Linked DNA regions of Rattus norvegicus: region 1 is linked to region 2. Evidence: chromatin contacts called from public Hi-C data. All regions are on one chromosome and are shown on one strand. Each heading gives the region's core, a stretch centred on a gene start, on an enhancer-like site or on the middle of the called end of the contact. The rest is flanking DNA. Distances are from core to core; before and after follow the strand shown.

The links. A called contact is a pair of places that touch in the nucleus more often than the background predicts.
Region 1: a contact with region 2 is called in a Hi-C map of liver, with 3 times the contacts expected there. The contact joins the promoter of Fos here to the promoter of Nek9 in region 2. A contact is called at or near these places in 9 of 12 Hi-C or Micro-C datasets (the A7r5 cell line, Schwann cells, hepatocytes and 4 more) and 1 of 1 datasets of contacts at active chromatin or transcription factors (oligodendrocytes).

The regions. Positions count from the first base shown.
Region 1 is chr6:110,848,613-110,854,277 of GRCr8, forward strand. Fos (Fos proto-oncogene, AP-1 transcription factor subunit) reads left to right here and starts at 3,576. Exons shown (of 4, transcript NM_022197.2): 1 at 3,576-3,868; 2 at 4,629-4,880; 3 at 5,286-5,393; 4 at 5,507-5,665. The coding sequence starts at 3,728.
Region 2 is chr6:110,711,559-110,716,860 of GRCr8, forward strand. It overlaps Nek9 (NIMA-related kinase 9), which reads right to left and starts at 4,028. Exons shown (of 22, transcript NM_001106747.2): 1 at 3,642-4,028; 2 at 976-1,153. The coding sequence starts at 3,857. LOC102549675 (a long non-coding RNA gene) reads left to right here and starts at 4,075. Exons shown (of 3, transcript XR_010052290.1): 1 at 4,075-4,214; 2 at 4,449-5,302.

The sequences.
Region 1 (5,665 bases), core at 2,326-4,825, 140 kb after region 2:
TCCTTCCTGCCTAACTGTATCTTTCTACTTGCCCACCATCTTTCTGGCTCCTGGTAATCCGGTTTCTACTCTCTTCTTCCAAGAGTTCCACACTGATCTTTCAAATGTAAGTGAGATCACATGCTATGTATTTTTTTGGTGTCTGACTTATTTTACCTAGCATGATGTCCTTTAGGTTCCGCCATACTATTGCAAATAACAGATTTTTTAAAAGACTGAAAATACTATTTTGCTGTCTGTGTACACCATATTTTAAAAATCGATTTGTGTGTTGATGGATGCGGGTGTTTCTAGCTACTGTGATGAACACTGCTGTAAATACCTGTGCCAACACACTTGGCACAATTTCTTCTTCCTGCTTGCTATCAGGTTTTGTAGTGGTGGGATCAAGCTGAGGGCCTTGTGCACATCAGGAGTCACTGTGCCACTGAGCCATACCCCCGGTCTGCCTGTTTTTAAGGTGTGACGTTCATACTAATGAATGGGGGCCATGAACAAGTTGAGATGTAAGAGTGTCTTATAGGTCGGGGAGGAGACAGGAGGATCTGATTAGATGGCTTGGATCCCATATGATGATCTGACCTTTGCAGTCCTGGTCTTACCTGAAGGGGAGATGTTTTAGGCCCCACTCTGCATTGCAGTCACTTCCTCTGAATTCTGTCTCGAAATCCTCACTGTGCCCCTGGCTATTCCATTCTTAGATCTGTCAAGCCACTTAATATTCTATTGACTTACTTATCTATCTTTCCCAGAGGCTGGCTCCATGTGAAGGTAAGGATAGGTACACCCCATTCGCTACAGGAAGTGCCAGCCTCTACCCTAGTCCTAGTCCTTCTATAGTTCTTTGCTAGGCAAACACAAGAAGGTACAAGACAATGGTCTGTCCTTTTAAAATTGTATTGTTATATATATGTGTGTGTGTGTGTGTGTGTGTGTGTGTGTGTGTGTGTGTGTGTTTTGTCTGCATATATGTATGTGCAATGTATGTGTGCCTGATGCCCAGGGATGCCAGATGAGGGCATTGGAGTCCCTGGAACTGGACTCACAGGCTGTGGGGTAGCCATGTGGCCAAGGGACTTGAACCTGGGTCCTCTGGAAAAGCAGCCAGTGCTCTAACCACTAAGTCATCTCTCCAGTCTCTGGCTTGTCCTTTTCAGAGGACAGATGTATTAGATGTCCAACTCTCTGGCCATAATGATGCCAAGAAGGAAAAAAAGACAAGCTATTTGGAGGAGAAGGCTCACCCAAAGACCTTTTTTTTTTTTTTTTCGTTTTTAATTGCCAAAGTAAGTGATGTACGAGATAAATCCTGGATATAAAATCTTGACACATCTTTGAGGTGTTGGCCAGAGCTGCTTCAAACCTGAAAAGGAAATAAAATCAAATCACTGTGGTTTTTCTCCAAGAGCCCCTGAGATGTGGTTATGAGTGGAAGGCAAGGCCAGACAGAACCAGGAATTCAAAGGTTGACCTACTTTGTCGAAACTAATAAGAGGGAAGAGGTCTGCATAATCTTTCTGTCTCTTCCTTTCATAGTAAAGAACAGTGAAAGCACATGACAGACTAGAATTCACAGAGAACTGAAGGCCAATGAAATCGCTTCAGGATTGACCGGCTATACGAAGCCTGTGTTTCTACATCATGTTGTCCTCTTTCCCTTCCCCCTCTTTCGAGTGAGAAAAAAAAGCGCCTAAATTCACACCAACATAAACTAATGACATACAATGATGAAATTCTGTTTTCACCTCTGCCTGTGACAGGGAATGCAAAAATAGCAAGTGGCCTATTTCCACGAATCCCCGCCTCCCTGCCCTCCCCGCTCCTGCTGGGTTTGGATCTCTAAGAATGGAGGCTAGCGCATAGGCAGGAGCCAGCCGGGATCGGCCCCCCAACCCGAGGGTGATGTCAGTCGGCGGAGCGGCCGCAGCCTGGCCAGGGAGGCCACGGCTCTTGGGGAGCAGGGAGGGCGGGTGGCCTGGATGGGCGGACCGTGAGCCCGGCCGCGCGGCGTCGCCTGGAGACGGCCCTGGCGGCGCTGTGTTGCTGTAAACAGCCGCTTCGCTGTTACTATCTATAGCAAAATCGCCTAGCTCCCGGGTGCGGCGGCCCAGGGCAGGTTTGTGGTTCTGCACCTCTTGGGCCCCTGAAGATCCATCCGCTGCCCCAATCCTCTCTAGTCCGTCTCGGAATGCCCACCAGTTAGTTTGACCCTTGGGATCCACAGAATGGAGAAGAGGGGACACATGAGTTCTGCGAGGATCTGCGGTTTCCTTTCCCAGAGGTGACCAGCGCTCTGGGGCCGAGCCCAGTCAGTCTAACCCGGCTTGTCCTCTGCTGAAGGACAGGAGACTGAGGGCAAGTAGGGGTGTGTTTGTTCTACACCGAAGCACCCGGCATCTCCAAAGTTCCATCTTCCAAGACTCAAAGCTGTGCTCAAAGCAGACGCCAACATCTCTGCACAGCTGGGAACCGTGCTTCCAGTCCGTCCTCCCCTCCTCCCCCATCCCCCCCTCCCCAAGTCCGAACTGGAAAATCACCCGCTGCGGGTTCCTTGTAAGCGCAGTTTCCAGGCTGCACGGATTCAGGTCCCCACCTCCCCTGTGCACCGAATTGCCTTCTTCCCGGGAGCTCACCTCACTTGTAATTCTGAGCAGACCCCTGCCTTCACTCGCCCTCTGGCCTCCGCTCAAAACTGAGCAAACGACCCCTTCAGGCATCCTTGCAGGGTGGTTTTGCACAATGTTTATCCGTCAGTGTCTCCCGGGACAGTCACCCTGATTGTTCTAAGTGGCCAAGGGTCGGGGAGTGGGTGCTGTCGTCCTTTAAAACACGAATGTATGAATGAACTCAGTATTGTAGGTAAAGCGGGTTATTGAATACTTACTTAGAATCCTTCACTTACTGCTTCCAACCTCAGGCCTAATGTTGCACTGATTTGGGACGGAGAGAGGTCTGATGTGGGCTAGCTTTCCTTTGGGAACAGAGACTTGGAGCCTTTAGGGCTGCGTGCCTGCTTCTCCTAATACCAGAGACTTTTTTAAAAAGCTCCAGATTGCTGGACAATGGAAAGGAGATGACCCCCAGTCTCATCCCCTGACCCTGGGAACAGAGTACACATTGAATCAGGTGCGAATGTTCGCTCGCCTTCTCTGCCTTTCCCGCCTCCCCTCCCCCGGCCGCGGCCCCCGCTCCCCCCTTGCGCTGCACCCTCAGAGTTGGCTGCAGCCGGCGAGCTGTTCCCGTCAATCCCTCCCTCCTTTACACAGGATGTCCATATTAGGACATCTGCGTCAGCAGGTTTCCACGGCCGGTCCCTGTTGTCCTGGGGGGAACCATCCCCGAAATCCTACATGCGGAGGGTCCAGGAGACCTTCTAAGATCCCAATTGTGAACACTCATAGGTGAAAGTTACAGACTGAGACGGGGGTTGAGAGCCTGGGGCGTAGAGTTGATGACAGGGAGCCCGCAGAGGGCATTCGGGAGCGCTTTCCCCCCTCCAGTTTCTCTGTTCCGCTCATGACGTAGTAAGCCATTCAAGCGCTTCTATAAAGCGGCCAGCTGAGGCGCCTACTACTCCAACCGCGATTGCAGCTAGCAACTGAGAAGACTGGATAGAGCCGGCGGAGCCGCGAACGAGCAGTGACCGCGCTCCCACCCAGCTCTGCTCTGCAGCTCCCACCAGTGTCTACCCCTGGACCCCTCGCCGAGCTTTGCCCAAACCACGACCATGATGTTCTCGGGTTTCAACGCGGACTACGAGGCGTCATCCTCCCGCTGCAGTAGCGCCTCCCCGGCCGGGGACAGCCTTTCCTACTACCATTCCCCAGCCGACTCCTTCTCCAGCATGGGCTCCCCTGTCAACACACAGGTGAGTTTGGCTTTGTGCAGTCGCCAGGTCCGCGCTGGGGGTCGCCGAGGAGGGCACATTGGGGTGTGACTGTCAGGGAAGAGTAGGGGTCTTCCTTGTTTGCTCCGGAGGGAGACTGGCGCGGTCAGAGCAGCCCTAGCCTGGGAACCCAGGACTTGTCTGAGCGCGTGCACACTTGTCATACTAAGACTTAGTGACCCCCCTCCCGCGCGGCAGGTTTACTCTGAGTGTCCTGCGCTCTTCTCTCGGTGACTTGTTTCTGAGATCAGCCGGGGCCAACAAGTCTCTAGCAAAGACTCGCTAACTAGAGCCTGGGAGGCGGCAAACGGCGGCAATCCCCCCTCCCGGGGCAGCCTGGAGCAGGGAGAAGGGAGGAGGGAGGAGGGTGCTGCGAGCCGGTGTGTAAGGCAGTTTCATTGATAAAAAGCGAGTTCATTCTGGAGACTCCGGAGCAGCGCCTGCGTCAGCGCAGACGTCAGGGATATTTATAACAAACCCCCTTTCGAGCGAGTGATGCTGAAGGGATAACGGGAACGCAGCAGTAGGATGGAGGAGAAAGGCTGAGCTGCGGAATTCAGGGGAGGATAGAGGATATTGGGAGACCTTTTTATCTCGGATGAAGTGCATACAGGAAGACACAAGCAGTCTCTGACCAGAATGCTTCTCTCTCCCTGCTTCATGCGACACTAGGGCCACTTGCTCCACCTGTGTCTGGAACCTCCTCGCTCACCTCCGCTTTCCTCTTTTTGTTTTGTTTCAGGACTTTTGCGCAGATCTGTCCGTCTCTAGTGCCAACTTTATCCCCACGGTGACAGCCATCTCCACCAGCCCAGACCTGCAGTGGCTGGTGCAGCCCACTCTGGTCTCCTCCGTGGCCCCATCGCAGACCAGAGCGCCCCATCCTTACGGACTCCCCACCCCGTCGACCGGGGCTTACGCCAGAGCGGGAGTGGTGAAGACCATGTCAGGCGGCAGAGCGCAGAGCATCGGCAGAAGGGGCAAAGTAGAGCAGGTGAGTAGCGATTCTGGACCTGCGCGGGGAGTTGGGGGGGGGCGGGGGGGACGGACGCACAGGCGACACGGCAGAGTGGGTGAAACCCTACGCTACTGACTGCACTTCCTGACCAGGGACCGTGGCTGCAGCCCTTTCCCACCCTCGTCAGACACTGACAGTTGGCCCCAAGAAATACTCTAGTTTCCCTGACAGCTTCCAACCACATTCTCTAGCTTGGGAGCTTCTTTGTTCCCCTCCTAAAGATCTCACTTTAAATGCAAATCACACTCAGCCTGCCAACTGCAGGTTAGAAAAACTGCTTCACCGTGAGAGGTGCGGGTGCTGTAGGAGCCAGTTTCACTGGGGTGACTGAACAGAGGTGACACTAGACCACCTTATTGAATGTTGGTCCTTTTCTTATAGCTATCTCCTGAAGAGGAAGAGAAACGGAGAATCCGAAGGGAAAGGAATAAGATGGCTGCAGCCAAGTGCCGGAATCGGAGGAGGGAGCTGACAGATACGCTCCAAGCGGTAGGTTGAACCAGCTGCTGCTCCTGAAACTTTATTAAAGTTGGAGGTTGGGACTATGGGGTCAGGGTCCTTGAGGAAACCTGTGTCTTATGCTTTCTTACATCTCTGTGCAGGAGACAGATCAACTTGAAGACGAGAAGTCTGCGTTGCAGACCGAGATTGCCAATCTACTGAAAGAGAAGGAAAAACTGGAGTTTATTTTGGCAGCCCACCGACCTGCCTGCAAGATCCCCAATGACCTGGGCTTCCCAGAGGAGATGTCTGTGACCTCC
Region 2 (5,302 bases), core at 2,778-5,277:
GGGTTGTTCATAACCGGAACTAATTACAAAGCAACAGTGCGGATGAATAAGCCGGCATCTCCTTAATGTGCAGCTCAGAAAAGGCCTCTGGAGATTCTCATGTGTATTAAGACTGGTAGATAATAAGGCCTGTCATCAAACACTTGCTTCATATAATGAACTCACTTAATAAATCCTTAGAAACAACAAACTCATTTAAGATGAGACAACTAAGGCACAAAGTTGTTTTTTTTTCCCAAGGTTAGAGGGCAATGGAACTCAGGATGTGAGGTCAGTTAAGAATTTAGTTTTTTCAACAACTAGGCAGAACTGCAATCTATCTTTAAAAAAAAAAAAAAAGCGTCTAAGAAATAAGAAACCAGAATAAGGGTCACACCATACTACCATACTGCCTTTCTCATTTACTTATGATCTTTAGACCATTTACTAGTAGGACAGCATTAGCTAAAGTTAATATAAATCAATACCCCACATAAGATTTCATTAAACACTACTGTACTGTGTTTACTGGTACTGTGTATGTCTAAAATGGCAAACTGTCATTTCATGAGGAAAAACCCTGAAAATATATACAAAATGTAACTGAAAAAATAATTTGCAGAGCCAGGAGTGGGGCTGACACGTGCCGTCTCAGTCCTAGGGAGAACTGCTATCAGTTCAAGGCCAGTCTGGGTTAGAGACCGAGTTCTCCACAAGCCTGAGATGTATCAAGACTCACAACAACAAAAACGAAAGAACTCATCCCCCACCACAAAACTCAGTAACTTGAAGATGGCTGGAACTCTGTAAGAATGATGGAGGGAACTCTTTCCCCACACTCTGAACATCATCTTACAACTCTCCAAGACCTCAGTGGATTTCTCCAGAAAGCCATTTTGAGTTTTATCATTACAAGTCCTTTCTTATACTCCTCTCCCTCAAAGCAATGATGTCATGTGAGTGTCTCTGAGGAAGTCCCACCGAACTCTGCCTTACCGTTACAATACTCCAACTCAATCAGCAGGGTAGTATTGTCCATAAAGTGGTTGTAGTAGGCAATAATGTTGTCATGCTGCAGCAGCGCTAGAATGACAATCTCATTCAAGGCGTCACGACGCTCTTTCTCAGAAAGTCGGGTCAAATCAACTTCCTTCCACACCACCAGTGAGTCATCCTACAACACAGGAGCAGGGGCATGTGTTTTCTTCTTACCTGGCAGTGCCCCGATCCATACCCAACCTGTGAGCTTCGAAGAATGACTCAGACTTTAAAGATTCTGCACAGTTATTATAATTTGCTGAAGATCTAGGGGAAACAAAGCTTGAAGGTGGTATTTTCCAGCTTGGACAGATGGTTAAGTGTTTAAGAGAGTATACTGCATTTGCAGAGATCCAGAGTTTGATTACCAGGGTCCACTTTGGGCAGTACACAAATGCCTATAACTTTAGCTCTAGGAGGGCATGGGTAGGACCCAATGCACCTGACCTCTGAAGGAACCTCCACTCACTTGCACATACCCACATATAGACAGTGAATTTAAAAATAAAACTAAATCTTTTTTTTTTAAAAATGTTATTTTGAGAGCTGGTAGAAATGGCTTTAGTGGGTAAAAGGTGCTTACTGTCAAATCTGAAAACTTGAATTTGAACCTCAGAATTGGCACAGTGGAAGAACTGACTACCACACACATACACAAAATAAAAAAATATAGAAAAAAATCAAAACACTACTTTGTTGCTGCCCTTAATTTGCACAGTCTTAGTTTCAGGTATTAGTATTAGATAAGACCTGACTTCAGGGATTCTGTTGAGGGATGTTGGAGGTCCCTAGTAATAATGGGGCCTGTGGCAGAGCTGGAATTTGAGGAAGACAGAAGTACACAGCAGCATCTCCATCTGACAATAGGTCCTTATAAAATCCAAGTATTATATACCTGTCTGATTTCATAAACTTAATTTTCATCTACTCTTTCTGAATAAGACACCCCCCCCACACACACACACAGCTTTTCTAATCCTTGTAAGTTGCAGTCACTTCCATGCAGACTGACCTAACCTTTACTTCATTTTGGGATACTTCTCATTCTTTAGCTACTGCTTCCTAGCCTACCAGCACCCATGTTAACATTCCTTTAGAATACCTCAGCAAGGCCTTTCAAAGTTTCTTTTGAAAACTTCAAACTTTTTACCAAACACGTAAATACGGCTCATTCTCAGTCCCTGCACACGGCAAGCACTCAGTCCTTTTTTCTCCTTTGGATATCCACACCTGAGACCGTTACTAACATGACTGGCCTTCGGCTGAACTATAACCTAGAAGAAAGGGTTGTTTCTAAAAAGCTTTGCAAGTTCATCTTATAAATACCATGTGACAGAGATAACGTCATACAGTTCTGAGAAGTGTGATAAAATTAACTCAAAGCTAGTAATCAAGTTTAACGTGATACATAAGACAGAGATAGGAAACTGGTGCGCAAACCTTGAGTGAGTGTGCCACTTAAATATACTGACTTAAAAGCTAGGAAATAGTAGTGACACTCATCTTTGGCCACAAATAAGAACACAGACTACTACAGATGAGAGTGCCCACTAATGGGTTCCTAAAATAGAAAAGAACACAAAAATATTTTCTTGTAACTACTTTCCTTCCACCTTTCAGTCTTAGATATATGCTGGGGGCTTGGGCTATGGCTCAGTGGTAGAACGCCTTCTGAGCATTGATTGGTAGAGCCTGTCTTATCCCCAGTACAAAAAGTGCTGGCTGGGAGCAGACACTAACTAGAATTGCAGGTGCATGAATCACCTTCTGCAGCCTCAGCAAGTTCTCATTAAATGTTTACCCTAAAGCTAGAGCTTTAAGCTGTAGAGATTAAACCCAAATTATGGTTAGTTTGGGGGAAGAGAATCATTACTACAGGATTTTAAATCATTAAATTCTTAATTTCGGAGCCAGTGATCCATGGGTCTTTCCAAAGAACTTATACAAGAAGGTGGGAAAAATAACAAGCTTCCCTGGGTTCTTAAAGAAAGGGGTCTCTGTTTCCCCAGAACTAACTACACCAATAAAGTATTTGTCTTACATAATCACTGAATGAAAAGCAAGGAGAAAGCACACAAGCAAAAAACAAGACACAATGATTTTTCTGGTGATCAAGGAAATCCTCCAACTCAGTGATCGTTTATGAAAAAGAAATAACAACAGAACTAGCAGAGTGTGTTGTAAGTGCCAGTGTGGCTATCTGGGAGCACACACCAACTCTCCATCCCGACACTGAACAGCTGTATGAAAGGAAGTGAGCTTTTATATATAGACTGTTCTCAATCTGCAAAGCACCTTCGTTTGGATCTCAAAATAACCTTTAAAGTGTAAAGTGGTTTTTTGGGGGTGACATGGGTGGGAGAAGATAGTTATCGCTAAGTCCAATTACAAACGGGAAAACGAAAATTCAAAAGACCGCTCAGTGAGTGACTCGCTTAGTTCGCCGTGATAGCAGTGATCAAACCCATTTCCTAAAGTAGGTGAAGCGAAAGCGCGGTGGGGCCCGAGACATAAGCCTCAGGGGACGCCTGAATAGAGGGCTCCGAGCAAGCAGTGCTAGAAAGCAAGGCCGGGAAGGAGGGAGCGGGGAGGCCCGGCAAGCGTCCGGAGCTGAGGGCCGCTACCTCGGTGCGGCGGTATAGCGTGGCCTCCCCAAAGGCGCCGCGGCCCAGGACGCGGATGGGGATGTAGTGCAGCTCCTCCTGCTCCGCCGCACCGCCGGCTCGCGGCCCCGGGCTAGCGCTGGGCCCCGAGCCCGAGTCCCCGCCACCCCCGGACTCGCTTCCGAAGTCCGAGTTGATGGAATCGCAGTGTCGCTCATACTCGCCCAGCACGGACATGGCGGAGGCCGCAGCTCGGCGTGAGCCGCCTGCGTATCCACGGCGGGCAGTTGCCGGCCGCGTAGCGCCTCACTGGCCTCAGACGTAAGCCACCGGCTTAGGCAACACTGCGGCCCAGTGAGCTTCCATGGTGGCTCCTGCCCCCTCACCCGGAAGCAGTTCTCGGTATTTCCGGCTCGTTGGGGTTTTTCCTCCGCCTTCTCTTGCCCACTTGTTACAAATGAGTCCCGTACACTCTAAGGCATCGCTGACTTTGGCACCTGTGAGTGTCGTGGACGCCGAAGAGCGACCACAGCAGACCGCTCCCTTACCAGCTCTCCAGACGACGTTAGACTTTGGAGGTGGTCCTGGCGTCAAGTTAGTACCAAAAGCTGTGACTGTGCTAGCAATCACTTGACTTGTGGGGCAGGGCTCTTGTTTGTAGAGATACTGTCATAAAGATAATGGAGCAAGCTGAAAACATTTAACTTCTGACATCTCATTCAGTAGGTTAGGATCTTTCTCCTAGGACCACCATAGGTCCCCTCTTCACAACTTGTAAAATACTTAATCCTACTTGATGCCATTCTCTCCTCCCTTCTCATCTTCCAGAATCGGCATAAAGCATTCCTGAAACATCAGGTGCCGGACATACACGGTATTTGAGAACAGAGAATGGACACCAAGAGAATTGCAATACAGTAAATACAGCTGCTTTATTATGTTATCTTAACCTCATAACTATTGTGAGCTTTAACAATTCCCCCCCCCTTCTTCTCATAACTACTGTGAGCTTTAACAATTCCTCCTCCTCCTTCCTCTTCCTCTTCCCCCTCCTCCTCCTTCTTTTTCTTCTTCTTCTTCCTCCTCCTCCTCTTCCTCTTCCTCCTCCTCCTCCTCTTCTTCTTTGTCGTCTATAAAGTTGCAGGACTATGACCACCACAGGGGTGCCCAGGTGGGGACTATGCTAAAGAGTTTTGTTTTATTTGAAAATTATGGCCCCAAATCCTCACAATACTATGAACACAGGGTTTCTGTGTCTGTTGGGGTGGGGTGTGGATTGTTTTACGTGATACAGCTAGTTAGGAGGAGCTTGAGAATCAAACCCTGCAGTCTGGTCCCAGAGTTAGGAAAAGGCAGGGTGTGATGAAACTAAGGGGTTATGGGGCTGGCACCGTTGCGCTTGTTGGGTAGAAGCAGGAAGTACCCTTTGTGGGTTGTACAGTTTGGTGTTTCCTGTGGACGGTGGAAAACTAAAGTAAAGGACTATGTGATTAGGGCCCTATGTTCCAGGAGAGAGAGAGAGAGAGAGAGAGAGAGAGAGAGAGAGAGAGAGAGAGAGAGAGAGAGAGAGAGAGAGCTTTCGTGCGTGTTTTAATCATTGTGTGTATAGATGGGGTGGGGTGGGGTTGTGCTTCCAAGACACGTATGCGGTGATCAGAGGATAATTTTGCAGTTTCTTTCTT